3 separate regions of the Anas platyrhynchos genome follow, and all the other regions are linked to region 2. The links are chromatin contacts, called in public Hi-C maps. All regions are on one chromosome and are shown on one strand. The core of a region is the stretch at or near the end of the contact, and the rest is flanking DNA. Distances in the headings are between cores, read along the strand shown.

What was found. Hi-C and Micro-C count contacts between places; a contact is called where the count stands out from the background.
Region 1: a Hi-C map of subcutaneous adipose tissue shows a contact between it and region 2, with 2.7 times the contacts expected there. The contact joins the promoter of INTS6 here to the promoter of ATP7B in region 2. A contact is called at or near these places in 2 of 8 Hi-C or Micro-C datasets (skeletal muscle and subcutaneous adipose tissue).
Region 3: a Hi-C map of subcutaneous adipose tissue shows a contact between it and region 2, with 3 times the contacts expected there. The contact joins the promoter of WDFY2 here to the promoter of ATP7B in region 2. A contact is called at or near these places in 2 of 8 Hi-C or Micro-C datasets (skeletal muscle and subcutaneous adipose tissue).

The regions. Positions count from the first base shown.
Region 1 is chr1:179,475,350-179,479,499 of IASCAAS_PekinDuck_T2T, reverse strand. It overlaps INTS6 (integrator complex subunit 6), which reads left to right and starts at 2,864. Exons shown (of 19, transcript XR_011806444.1): 1 at 2,864-3,470; 2 at 3,759-3,836.
Region 2 is chr1:179,677,888-179,682,032 of IASCAAS_PekinDuck_T2T, reverse strand. It overlaps ATP7B (ATPase copper transporting beta), which reads left to right and starts at 1,728. Exons shown (of 23, transcript XM_013095105.4): 1 at 1,728-1,987; 2 at 3,000-3,230. The coding sequence starts at 3,212. It overlaps ALG11 (ALG11 alpha-1,2-mannosyltransferase), which reads right to left and starts at 1,642. Exons shown (of 4, transcript XM_027471064.3): 1 at 1,527-1,642; 2 at 472-705. The coding sequence starts at 1,549.
Region 3 is chr1:179,491,632-179,495,682 of IASCAAS_PekinDuck_T2T, reverse strand. WDFY2 (WD repeat and FYVE domain containing 2) reads right to left here and starts at 1,477. Exons shown (of 12, transcript XM_038173902.2): 1 at 1,202-1,477. The coding sequence starts at 1,338. It overlaps LOC140001324 (a long non-coding RNA gene), which reads left to right and starts at 1,613. Exons shown (of 3, transcript XR_011806445.1): 1 at 1,613-2,180.

The DNA.
Region 1 (4,150 bases), core at 1,615-4,114, 200 kb after region 2:
AACCAGCCTTGATTCTGCCCTATAGGGGATCTAATATGGATCTAATATAACATGCACAGGAGCAGCGAGAACTGAATGTTCCAAATGGCTTCAAAGATAATAGCAAAAAGAGAGTACGTACAGAATTCATAAAGTGTTTTTGCTTGTATAAATCCCATTGGAGCTGTATATAAGTTTTGTTGGTGGGATTCCTTTATCAGTGATGATCCCTGGACTGAGGGGATTAGGAGCAGGAGAGGCCCAGCTGCTTCGGTCCCACCTTCCCCTCACATTGGTGAGAAAAACATGGTGTGCCTACTGCATCCACTTTTCAAGGTGACTCCAGAATTCAAGCTGGTTTATGACCGAGTCTACCACGAAGAGTTAATGCCTTCCTCCCTCTCTTCCCGCCCCCCCTACTGGCAACAAACAGAAAAATTAAAAATTCCAAATGACCTTCCAGGATTTACGTGAAGTCTCCATGCATGTCCCAGGCTGCCTTTCACAACATTTTCCTAGTAAGGCGAGTGCTCTAAAATGCCTTTTTTTTTTTTTTTTTTTTTTTTTTTTCCCTGCACTTTGGAGAAGGCTACTTTCCAGAAGTTTCTGAGTTTTAGAATGCTCTCCAAGAAGATGGATGCTTGACACATAAAAGAGGTGCTCTTTTACTAGGCCAGTCAATGAAACATCAATGATATTACACATAGGAGAGAAGATGGCATGTCTGAGGAACGTGCCTGTCTAAGAGATTTAAAAGGAAGCCAATTAAGAGGCCAACAGCATACACTCACTCAACATGACTCCCCAAAGGAGCTACAAATCCCAAGGCATGACTTGTTAAAGTAGCATCACGGCCTTTACTTAACAACTCGAATCCCACCACCTTAGGGAGATAATTACTAGTCTAGCAGTAGGCAACCTTGCTGACCTCCTCAGGAGCCGCACACCTGACAGGGAGCCAGAAGACGCGTGCAACTTTCTGTGGAAAGCCGAGGGGACAAAAGGCATCCCAAAACACAGATGTAGACAGGAAAAGACTGTGTTGTACCAAGGCTCTCCAACAGACCAACTATTTTTTTGTACAATGGGGGCTGGCATGCAGATGGGTTCCAGGGCAATCCAGCAACGTGGCCTCAGCAGCACCTGCTGGTTTGCTTCCTCTAGCAGCAGGGGCTCAGATTAAGCAGTAGACCCTGGACCAGCACAGCCTTGCTGTCAGTCACAGGACACAGCCCCACCACTGGAACTCCGAAATTGAATGGCTGGAAAGATACAAGCAGCTTCGGACTCACACCAGCTTGGCTGGGCTTATCGCTGCCCGCAGGATCCATGCTGAGTACTCACAGCAGAGGATGTTGCTTCTGAAGAAATACAGTTGTCATAACTTGCCTGTACCCACTCCAAAAATCAAGTTTCATTCCCAACTCCTTCAGAAGGGCTCCGAGGGGTGATCTGGGATAAAAGGAAGCACCCCTGGGGTTGCTCCAGCGCCTCAGAACGGATGGCACAGGCCGCAGATGCCAACAGGCAAGCCAAAATATCAAAATACCACGCTCACAGGCCTAAGAATGCCTAAAAACTGCAATGGAAATACGATTCCACCCCTCTCTCTCCAGCCTTCCTAGAAACTAAATGCTAATCTTTCATTAGTCTTAAAGAAAAAAAAAAAAAGCCAGAAACTGCTCTTGCCTAACAAGACAGAAACGTTGCCTGGAAGAACAAAATGAATCAAACCAGGCCACTGCCAATTTTATCTTGAGAGAGGGAGCACAGTGGCTTCGTACCTTCGAGAGCAGCGGCTGTGGGAGCCCATCAGCCGGATCAGGGGAAAAACATCAGGCAGAGAGGACGCGGAGCAACCCCCTGAACAGATTATGCTAAAAAATGGCTCTGGAGTTAGCGCTCGAAGGCTAGCGGAGCAGAAGCGGCAGAGACTCAATTGTTGGGGGAAAACGAGCAAACAAAAACCGAGGACAGATCTTCGTCGTTAATTGGCTGGAAACGCTCCACGATTGTATGATTTATAGGAAGTAAACTCAAAAGAGTGCCTGAGCACGGATCAAAGGCACATTAACGTTCATCTCCGCCTGCACGTAGGGGAAAAGGTCACAGCGAGGGCCGGCCAATTTTTTTTTACATTTTTATTTGTTTATTTATTTATTTTTACACAGAAAGATCAGACCGAGTCTGTCGGAATTCACCGCCACACACCGAACCCCGCTGGACACGTCGGGCTGCCAGAGGCTGAACTTTTCCCTGATAAACGAGCCCCCCTTCGGCCAGGCCGGCGGATTTCAGCCAGACTTTGGGTTTTCCCCCCTCGGCCTCCTGTCCCGAGGGGTAATTTGGGGATCGGAGCGCCTCATGGGGCCTCTCCCCCCCCCCCCCCATCAAGACGGGGGAAGCGCTGCCTCAGGGGGCGCCTCGCAGCCCCTCAGCGGGAGCACGGCTCCCCCCCCTCAGCCTCAAGGCGAGCGTCTCCCCTCACCCCGCGGCTCCCCCGCCCGTTCCCGGCGGGGCCGAGCCGCCTCCCTCCCCTCAGCCCCGCCGCAGCCCCCCCGCCGCCATTTTCTGACGAGCGGCACCCCCCGCCCCGCGCTCCCCCCACCCCCCCCCCGCCATTTTCTGACGAGCGGCGCCCCCCTGCCCGCACCCAGCGCCCCCCCCCCACACACACACTGCGCATGCGCAGCGGCGCCGCTCGGGCCCTCTCCCCCACGTATCCCCTTCGCCCCGCCCCTAATTTGAATATGCTAACGAGGCACCGCCCGGCGGCCCAATGGCGGGGCGGGGAGGCCGTCACGTGGGGGCGGGGCCGCGTGCCTGGGGGGCGTGGCCAGCCCAGCCCAGGCGGCTATAAAAGCCGGCGGCGAGCGCGGCAGCGCCTCAGTCAGAGGCGGAGGGGGGCGGGCGGCGAAGGGGCTGCGGCTGCTCCGCCCGAAACTTCGGAAAGGGGGGGGGGCGGCAGCACCAGCAGCAACAGGGGGAGGGGAGGAGGAGGAGGAAGGAGAAGAAGAGGAAGGAGGTGGTGGTGGTGGTGGTCGGGGCGGCGGCGGGGGGGAAGGTCAGCAGCGGCGCAGCCCTCCCCGCCGCTCCCTCATGAGCCAGCCCGTGCTGGGCTGAGCAGGCCCCGCACACAAAGGAGGGCAGGGCAGGCAGCGCTGCCCCCCCCACCCCCCTTCCACCTCCCCACCACCTTCCCTTCCCCTCACCCTGAGGGAAGGGGCGGCGGGGAGGCGCCCTTCCCCGTGCACAGCACTCACGGCCACTCGTTCCCCCCTCCTCTTCCTCCTCTTCCTCCCACCTTTGGTTTTTCCTCCTCCTTTCCCCCCCCCAGCCCCGGTCCATGTAGCCGCCCCGGCCGCCGGCCCCTCCGCACTATGCCCATCTTACTCTTCCTGATAGACACGTCCGCCTCCATGAACCAGCGCACCCACCTGGGCACCACCTATCTGGACATAGCCAAAGGCGCTGTAGAGACTTTCATGAAGGTACCGGCTGCAAGGAGGCGAGGAGAGAGAGAGAGAGGAGGGGAGAGAAACGAATTGGGGAGGGGAGGGGGGGGGAGAGGGGAAAAAAAGGGAGGGGGGGGCTGCGGGGGGCGAGGGCGGCGGTGTGCGGGCACCCAGGGAGGGAGGGGAGGGGGAGGAGGGAGGGCTGGGGCTTGGGGGGGGGCTCCTGCACCCCCGCCTTCCTCCTCCTCCTCCTCCTCCTCTTCCTCTCGCCTCACCCTCTGCTTTGTGTCCCCCCCCCCTTCCCCACCACCATTTACACCGCAGCTCCGAGCCCGGGACCCGGCCAGCAGGGGAGACAGGTACATGCTGGTCACTTTCGAGGAGCCTCCCTACGCTATCAAGGTAACCCCCCCCCCCCCTCCCCTGCTAATCCTTCCCTTCCCTTTTCCCTTCCCTCCCCAGCCTCCTTCCTGCCCCCTCGGCCCGGCCGGGCAGCTCAGCGCACGCCCGGGCTCTGGCAGCGGCAGCGCTGACATCAACATGGCCGACATTTTATTATTTTTTTTCTTCCCCCCCCCCCACCCCTCCTCTGTCCCTCCCCTGTGTGGTTTGTGAGCAGCAATGAACTGTGGGGGATATTTAATTCGAGTTGGGAGAAGTGACAGCAACTCCGAGGAGAGTTTGTATGGTTGGAGGGGGGGGGAAGGTTCTCTCTG
Region 2 (4,145 bases), core at 479-2,978:
TGTCCATCTAGAGTACAGCATGAACAAAATGCAGAAGGCTGCAAAATTCAGAAGGCTGCTCAAAGCCAGGGGTTGTGTCCGTGCTAATATCCACTTCAGATATTAACTTTGTCTCTTGCAACAAGAGGCGAGTATCAAAACTAGAACCTGCGTGCAGGTAACTGATGTGTCCATAAAAGTCCAATATCAGTACAAAAAAAAAAAACAACGATAAGAGAGGAGGGGTTTGGCCTAGGAGGAAAGAAGTGACAGGTGCTGCAGCTGTGCAGAAGACAGAGGACAGAATAAAATCCAGGCAGAGTGCTGAAGCCAGAAGGTGCAACCAGGTGAAACAGAGATCTAAAAAAAACCCTTAGGGCCCGTACATTACCGATACCCATTTAAATATGCAAAAATAACACAATTTGCATAAAAAACACCTCAGGAAGCTGAGTGTGAAACGTGGTATTTGACAGACAGACGCGTGCTTACTTTTTCTGGAGCGTCCTTATGGCACACCACAAGACCCTCTCCCCTCCACCTCCTGCGTTGCAGTAGGGGTGAAAAAACGCCACCAGCACGGGTCGCTGCCCGTCCCTCCCCGCTGGGCCGAGCTGCCGCTTCCTCGCCTGCAGCCAGAGCCGCACGCCCCACAGCAGCACCGCCACGCACAGGCACAGAGCTCCACTCAGAAACAACGCCGGCACCAGCAGCGAGCACAGCAACCTGAAACGAGTCAGAAAGCGTTAAACTTTCAATAATTCAATAATTAATTGTTGCATAGAAGAGACACAGTGCGGTGACAAGATGAGGGGGAATGGGCTAAAGTTGCGCCAGGGGAGGTTTAGGTTGCGTATTGGGAAGAACTTCTTCACGGAAAGGGTTGTGAGGCATTGGGATGGGCTGCCCAGGGAGGTGGTGGAGTCACCATCCCTGGAAGTCTTTAAAAGAGGTTTAGATGTAGAGCTTAGGGATATGGTTTAGTGGGGACTGTTAGTGTTAGGTCAGAGGTTGGACTCGATGATCTTGAGGTCTCTTCCAACCTGGGTGATTCTGTAGAGAGATGGGCTTATAGTGATCTTAAGTTAGATCACTGATATCGGTGTTTCATTTCAACAATTATGATAAAAGTAAGTTGTTTGGGAAAATATTTTTTCCACTTTTCAATTCTGTATTATTAATAGTATATATTTGTGCATATATATGTGGTATATATAGTATCAGGGCGATACACTGACATACACAGACGTTATATTATAGGATATACACCCGCATACACACCACATAAACGCCACATAAAGCTATATAAAAGGCATATAAAGGCTGCAAAGTGGCAAACAACCCTTAAACAGCCTTTTTAGAGCCTCCCTCAGCCGAGCCGGCCCCGCGAGGCCCTGCATTAACGCAGAGCGGCTCTGCCTGCCCTCAGGGCACGGCCCAGCACCCCGCCATTCCCCTCCCCGGGCTCCCGTCCCTCAGGTTGCTGAGGGCGGCCCCGGCCCGGGCCCCGCTCCCCTCAGAGGAGCCGCGGCCCCCTCCCCCCCTACCTGCCCGTCCCGCCCGCCACCATCTTGTGGCGTCCTGACGGAAGAGAAGGCAGCCCCGGGGGCGGGGCCAAGCGGGCGTTGCCTCTCTCCCATTGGCTCCCCGCGGGAGATGGACAGGCGGGGAGGCGGGGCATAGAATGGGAGCCTGAGGGGAGGGAAAAAAAAAGGCAGAGGGGGGTGGTGGGGGCAGCGGGAGGGGGTGCTGTTTGTGGGGTCCGCGGGGGTGCTGCTGGATCTCGGGTTTTTACCTCCCCTTTTACCTCCCCTTCCGTTTTGTCCCCACCGGGGGGATACTCACACGCCGGAGGGGTGGTATAGGGATGAGCTGGGCTGTGCTGCTTTTCCAAACGCTGCTGCTGCTGCTGCGTCGTGCAGCGCCTAAAATGGCCGCCCGGGGAGCGGGGTGAGAAAGCCGGCGTGTGTCCCCTCACCGTGTGCGGGGTGAGGCTGCCGACAGCTAGGTGAGGGGGAGCGTTTACACAGTGTGGTCCTGGCTGCCAGAACCTGAAGGGAAGGGGTGGGGAGCTGAGGGTCGGCCTCTGCTCACAGGTAACCAGTGACAGGACCAGAGGGAATGGCCTCAAGTTGCACCAGGGGAGGTTCAGGTTGGCAATGAGGAGACATTTCTGCTCAGAAAGATCAGTCAGGCACTGGGACGGGTTGCCCAGGGAGGTGGTGGAGTCACCATCCCTGGGGGTGCTCAAGGAGAGGTTGGACGTGGTGCTTGGGGACATGGTTTGGTGGGTGACAGTGGTGGTAGGGGGATGGTTGGACCAGGTGATCTTGGTGGGCTTGTCCAACCTTCGTGATTCTGTGGTTCTAACATTGATCTGCTGTCATGTAGGTAGGCATTTACTTCTCTTCCCATCATCTCCTTAAAATTATGGGGCATATCTGATGCAGATAAGTCTGTCTCCAGCTTCTCACAGTGCTGATCTATCCAAAATCTGAAGGTATTTTAAACATGCGCTACCTCTCCCAAACCCTGATTTTTCAGTCTTGTTGAGGCTGAAGCGCACTCTTCCATGTCATAGCCCTTGGTGCGTTTTGAGGCCTTGGGGCTGTTTGGGATGCTTGTGAAGGTCCTCCTGTGGCTTCCTGATCAGCAAATGTTGTAGGGCCCAGCGTTTATTTGGCCATTGTTACAGCCTGAAGCCAAGAGACAAAGCCTCTGCTGTGGTGTTGGTACTTAAGGGAGCCTCCACGTTGGGGGTCAAAGTTGGGAACATGTCCAGCCCTGAAAGTTAGGGTTGTAGTAGTTGATACTAATGTTATTTAAACACCTTCACTGCCTTAATTACAACTGACTATGCTTTTTTCAAGGGCCTTTATTTGAGCAGTTACATTGGAACAGTGGTGTTGGGAAGGCCAGCAAGAGTGACCGGACATTTCGTTTCTGACCCAACAGTTCTCATATGTTGGGTGCAACAGGCACTGGTTTCTCCCCCTTAATCTTCTCCTCTTCCCCAACAGACCAGCTGCCTGAGAAGCATGTCAGATGTTTACAGAAGGGACCTGTGCTGGATTCACACCTCTCAACTTGAGACACGTTTCTTGCAATGTCAACATTTGAAGCTAACTGCCCGGGTTCAGAGAAGAGGCATAGTTCTTCTAGGGAACAAGCAGTCCCGTCTGTTTTAGTTGATGAAAATTGTGTGTCTCTCCACTGACTTGAAAAGGAGCTTATGGCCACTCCCTTGGAAGGTATGAGTCTTAGACTGAGTTTATTTATGAAACTGATGGATCACAAGTTAGCCACAGCTTAATTAAGATGAGGCTGAATGAGTTCTGATTAGCAAGTAAAAAAAAGAGGTAGACATCTACATACCATTTTGTTGCCAGAGCCATACATGGCAGATGCCATGTTTTGAATTTAACTTGCTGTTCAGTCATCAGACACCTTTGCCTTCATATGGCTAGAAAAATGAAACTTGTTCTTTCCAGTCAAGGCTCATTGCAAGGTTAGTGGTAGTGGGAGGGAGAAATGAGGATTTAACCCACAGAGCTCCCAGCACAAGGCGTATCATTTCTTCAGGGATTCCTAAGTGTCGGGAGCATGTTTTAGCTTTTGCTTTTCCTGAAATGGTATAATCACTTTTTTGTGAGTTCCCAAAATCTCCTGTTAAGGAATGTATATGTTTGTGCATTTTGGCAAATGGAAGAAAAAGACTGATCTCCACAGGCACAGCAGAAACAGCTGCCTTGTGGCAGTGAACTGAATTTGCAGTGCGTGAACTCTTCCAGCAGGGAGAGCCTCAGAGTTTGTTCAGGGAGCTGGACAGCCAGGCGTGCTTTGTGCACAGCATCGCCACTGTGGGATGTCGGTCTGGCACTTCCCAGAAAAATTGAAATTTTTGCACGGATGCAGATCGACTGGCCAGCTTTAGCGCTACAAAACCTCTACAGTCACATAATTTTCCTGGTGACAGTTCAAGAGCAAAGTATTCATAGAACTGTTTGTGTCTTGCTTTTGCTCCCAAGGCAAACAACAGATAGGCCAGAGGAATTGTTTTGGCAGGAGAAGCTCTCTCTGATGATTTTTTTTATTAAATCTTCATGGCCCTTTTTCTTATAATGTGCACTTGTTTTGTGATGGATACTTCCATGTGGAATAATCCA
Region 3 (4,051 bases), core at 228-2,727, 190 kb after region 2:
TAGTGAAGCAAACACGTCACCAATCCCTTTCTCTACCAAGAAGTATTGATTTGCAGCACCCACCTACTCTCAGCAATTCATACCTGCTAAAATAGCAGAAGCTAGACACTAATTGTTTTGTGCTGTGGGGGGGAGAGACAGAGGTTGAGAGAGACCCATACGAGAGCAAATTAATATCAGGAATACTTTCTTACTGATAAAAAGAATTAGCTGAGTAAGCGCTATTCAGTTTCACAACAGTCAACTAAAAACATAAATAAAATAAAAACACGGCCATGTAGCACTTTAAAACTCCGTTTAAAGTCTCTTCTACAGTGTACTTGTTTGAAGCAGCTCTTTTCTTCTCGCTATGAGGCACGACAGCTCACTTGGAGACCACGGCTTAGATGAACTTAAATCATCTTGGATTTACACGGTTCACATGCCTGACAACTAGCTGGAAACTAACGCACAGTGAGGACAATGACAGGATGAAAGAAATACTCACAGTTTTCAGGATAGCTGAGAGAGAAATAAAAGCAGACACTGAACAGGATAACGGGTATCCAAGAGAAACAGTCCCCCCAAAAACCCTTGAGAACCGCGACATATTCACGTGTTGGCCAGTGTTTGCCCTTTGAGCAGACAGCTGGGGACGCGGGTTACGTGCACCTGAGCTGTAAATTAATTCTGTTTAAGATAATTATGGATGGATGGTGCAGGAAAACTGAGATTTAAAGGAACCTTCACAACCTGGTGTGAAAACTTCAGCGGGAAGGCTGCACGACGCTCGGGCTCTTGCAGGGCAGCGCCAGCCATGCGTCCACCCCACACTGCACAGCTGACGGGCCAAAAACATCCTGCTCCTTGGTCCCTCCACAGCACGGGACCGAACTCTGAGATCTTATCAGCACGATTTTTAAAGGGCATTTTTAAACAACCACCCAGAAACACTTGGGAGAGGGGGGAGAGGGGAAGGAACACTGCCTTGGCCAGCAGCGCCACAAACCTGCGGGCAAGGTCAGGAAGGATCCCTGCGGCACCCCCAGCACCCTCACCACAGCACCTGGACCACCATCAGCAGGACCAGGACCACCAAGACCACCACCATCACCAGGACCACCACCAGCAGGACCAGCAGGGTGGCACCACCACCACCACCGCCCTCCTACACCCCCGGCTGCTCCGGGGGAGCCAGCGCCCGGCTGCCCCTTCCCGCTACCTGTCCTCGGAGACGCTGATGACCCCGTCCTCCTTGGGCACGATCGCTGCCATGTTCACCACCTCCTGCGAGCCCTCCACCTTGTTGAGCAGGAGGGGCTTGCGGGTCAGCGCCTTGGGCTGCGGCTCCGCCGCCATGGGCACCGCCGCTGCGGCGAGGGGAGGCTGCGGCGAGGGGAGGCGGCCGCACCGAGGAGGAGGAGGAGAAGGAGGGACTCGGTGCACGGTGCCGGGCTCTGTCGCTCATCCCCCGGGCTCCCCGGGAAGCAGGAACCGAGGAGGAGGCGGCACCGCCCCCGAGCCGAGCCGGGCCGCCCCCCTGGGCCGGGCCGGGCGCTGCGGGGGGCTGAGGGGGGAAATGGCGGCCGGAGGCGTCGCCATCTCGCAGCGCCCCCAGGGGTGTCCCGGCGGCCGGGCTGCCCGGGCGCTGCGGGGAGGGTTAACCTGCTCGGAGGAGCCGGGCTGCTAAAGGGAGGCCTTAAGCAGGTCATGGTGGTTAAAAAACGGGTGTAGATGGCTGCTTTGCCGAGAGGGAGTGCGGGTCCGGGTGCCGGAGAGCAGCCCCCCCCCCTGCCCGATCACCACACGGTGGCCGGCTGGTTGCGAAGCTCTTCGCTTCAAGGCTTGTCTGTATTTAGGTTACAAACTCTCTCCTGGTGAATTTTTAAGGGAAATGCAATGGGGCTCCAGCAGCTGTTTTTCAGTGAGATTCTGCTTTTTCCTTACTTTTCCTGGTGGGTACATTGAGGTCTGAGAAGGGCAGGTAACGTGCCCAAAGCTCTGTGCTAAAGTCAGCAAAACAAACAAACAAAAAAACTAACACGCTTTCTCTTGAAGTGTGTGCCAAAGACAATCTTTCATAATCCATCTGGAGAACTCTGGAAAACAACTGTAGGTATCTGAACAGTTGTCCTACATCGCAGAAGTGATTTGCAGCCTGGAAGGCGTTACTTCAAGTGTAACTTCAAACTTAACCCATGGTAAGATGAGGAGCAGCAGTTCTCTGAAAATAAATAAATAAATAATAGGGCTCCTTCCCATCAGCAGAGAAATTGAGGAGGCTTATGAGTTTAGCAGATAGGGCTATATTTGTTGTGCAATTTGTGACTGTCACTTGTGGAAGTGAAAGCTAAACTCCAGATAGTGCTTAGTAAACTGACCATATTATGCTAAACAAACAGGGTCTGGAGGTCGGCAGGACCACAGCAAGGCGTTTAAGCTCTACTTGACTGAACTATTTGAAGTTCACAAGTGTACTGTGGAGGGAAGTGTCTGGTCAGCAAGAGATAATGGCTTGTAGGAAATGCATCTGCAATCTCAAGCTGTTTCCCAGGGGATGTATGATCACATTAGATAACATCCCATTCTCGCAGTTCTTAGAAGGGAATTGCTACTAGAGAACCAAAGATGGAAACCAGCCCTCTTACAGCTACAGATGACCCTGCAATCCTCGGCTAGACCTACAGCTGGAAAACCTTGCATTGCTATGCAATGTATGAAATATTCTCTGAAGACATTGATACACTTGACAGTTTTCAGAATGGATGTATACCTTAAAATGTCTTGGAAAACTAAAGTCTGAAGAAATCTGGCAAGGGCTGCCGTCTTTGCAGTTTGTTTACATTCAGGATTTGGCACTGTGCACTATTCATAGATAAACATGGTCTGAAAGTATGCTGGAGGCAACATACTGCAGGCTCTAGGGAGATGTAGAATACTATTTGCCAAACAGACCTTCAAGAAAATGAGTAAGGGGGAAATGAGTATCTTAATAAGGTATGGGTTACGGGACCAGGAGTAGTCCTATGCATCCCTCAAATTACCTGTTATTTTTATTTATTTATTTATTTATTTTTTTCAGCAATTGCCTATTGAGACATTATTTCCCTTGCCTCTCCTTTATCTTTAAACATTTAATACACAGCCCTTCTGGAGGAAAACACTAAAAACAGTCCTAGATGGACATTTTATTTAACAATCCTGTTTCTAAAAAGGTGCACAAGAAACTCCAATTGGTGGCTATGACATAGTTCAGGTGCACCCGTTGAATGCAGGTTTCACAGGCAGCAACAGCTCGGATGCCAGGGGCATGCATTTGGATCAAAATCAAATAATGACACTGAAATGAAATCTATGCTTTATATAAAGGTCTAATCTTTGGTAATGATTTACCTGTTTTAAAAAAAAAGCCCACAACGCAAGAGATGCTCCAGTGGGCTTATAGTCAGTCAAGATAAAAATCGTAAGGGCTTATTTTAAAGCTTATCTTTAATGGTGACTTCCTCAGCAAGACCAGGAAGGTACTTAAATAATAGAAAACGAAATCCTGAGCTCTGGTACATCACTTTAGCAGGTGTCCAAATCTGGGGTCAGTGCTCTCATCTCCCTTATAAGGTAGAGAAATATGCTTGGGAAATTATTGCACACAAATAATGGTCTTGCTGTGACTGAGAGAAAAAGGACATTGCTTGAAAAGCTGAGGAAAGGAGGAGGGAAAGCAGAGAAAAAGTAGGATTTTAGAGTAAGGCAGAAACCTGGAGCTTACTCCTGCGTTGTACCCGACAGGCTAAAAGAATGTGGTCATAATGGTGGAAAAGGCATTGAAATTACCAACAAGATCTGAATGTTTTCCCAGATCTACCATTCTCACACAAAATCCAATCAAAAATGATTCACTTTTGAGAAACAATTTTCCTATAACCACATAAACTAATGGACAAAAAGACTTCAAGCTAGAATAGCTGTAGACATCAATTTTAATGACTACCTGCAGAAACAAAATTAGGGTAGTTTAGAAAAGTGTTTCCCCATATAATGGGAAAAAAATCAAGAAAATAAATCTTACCAATAC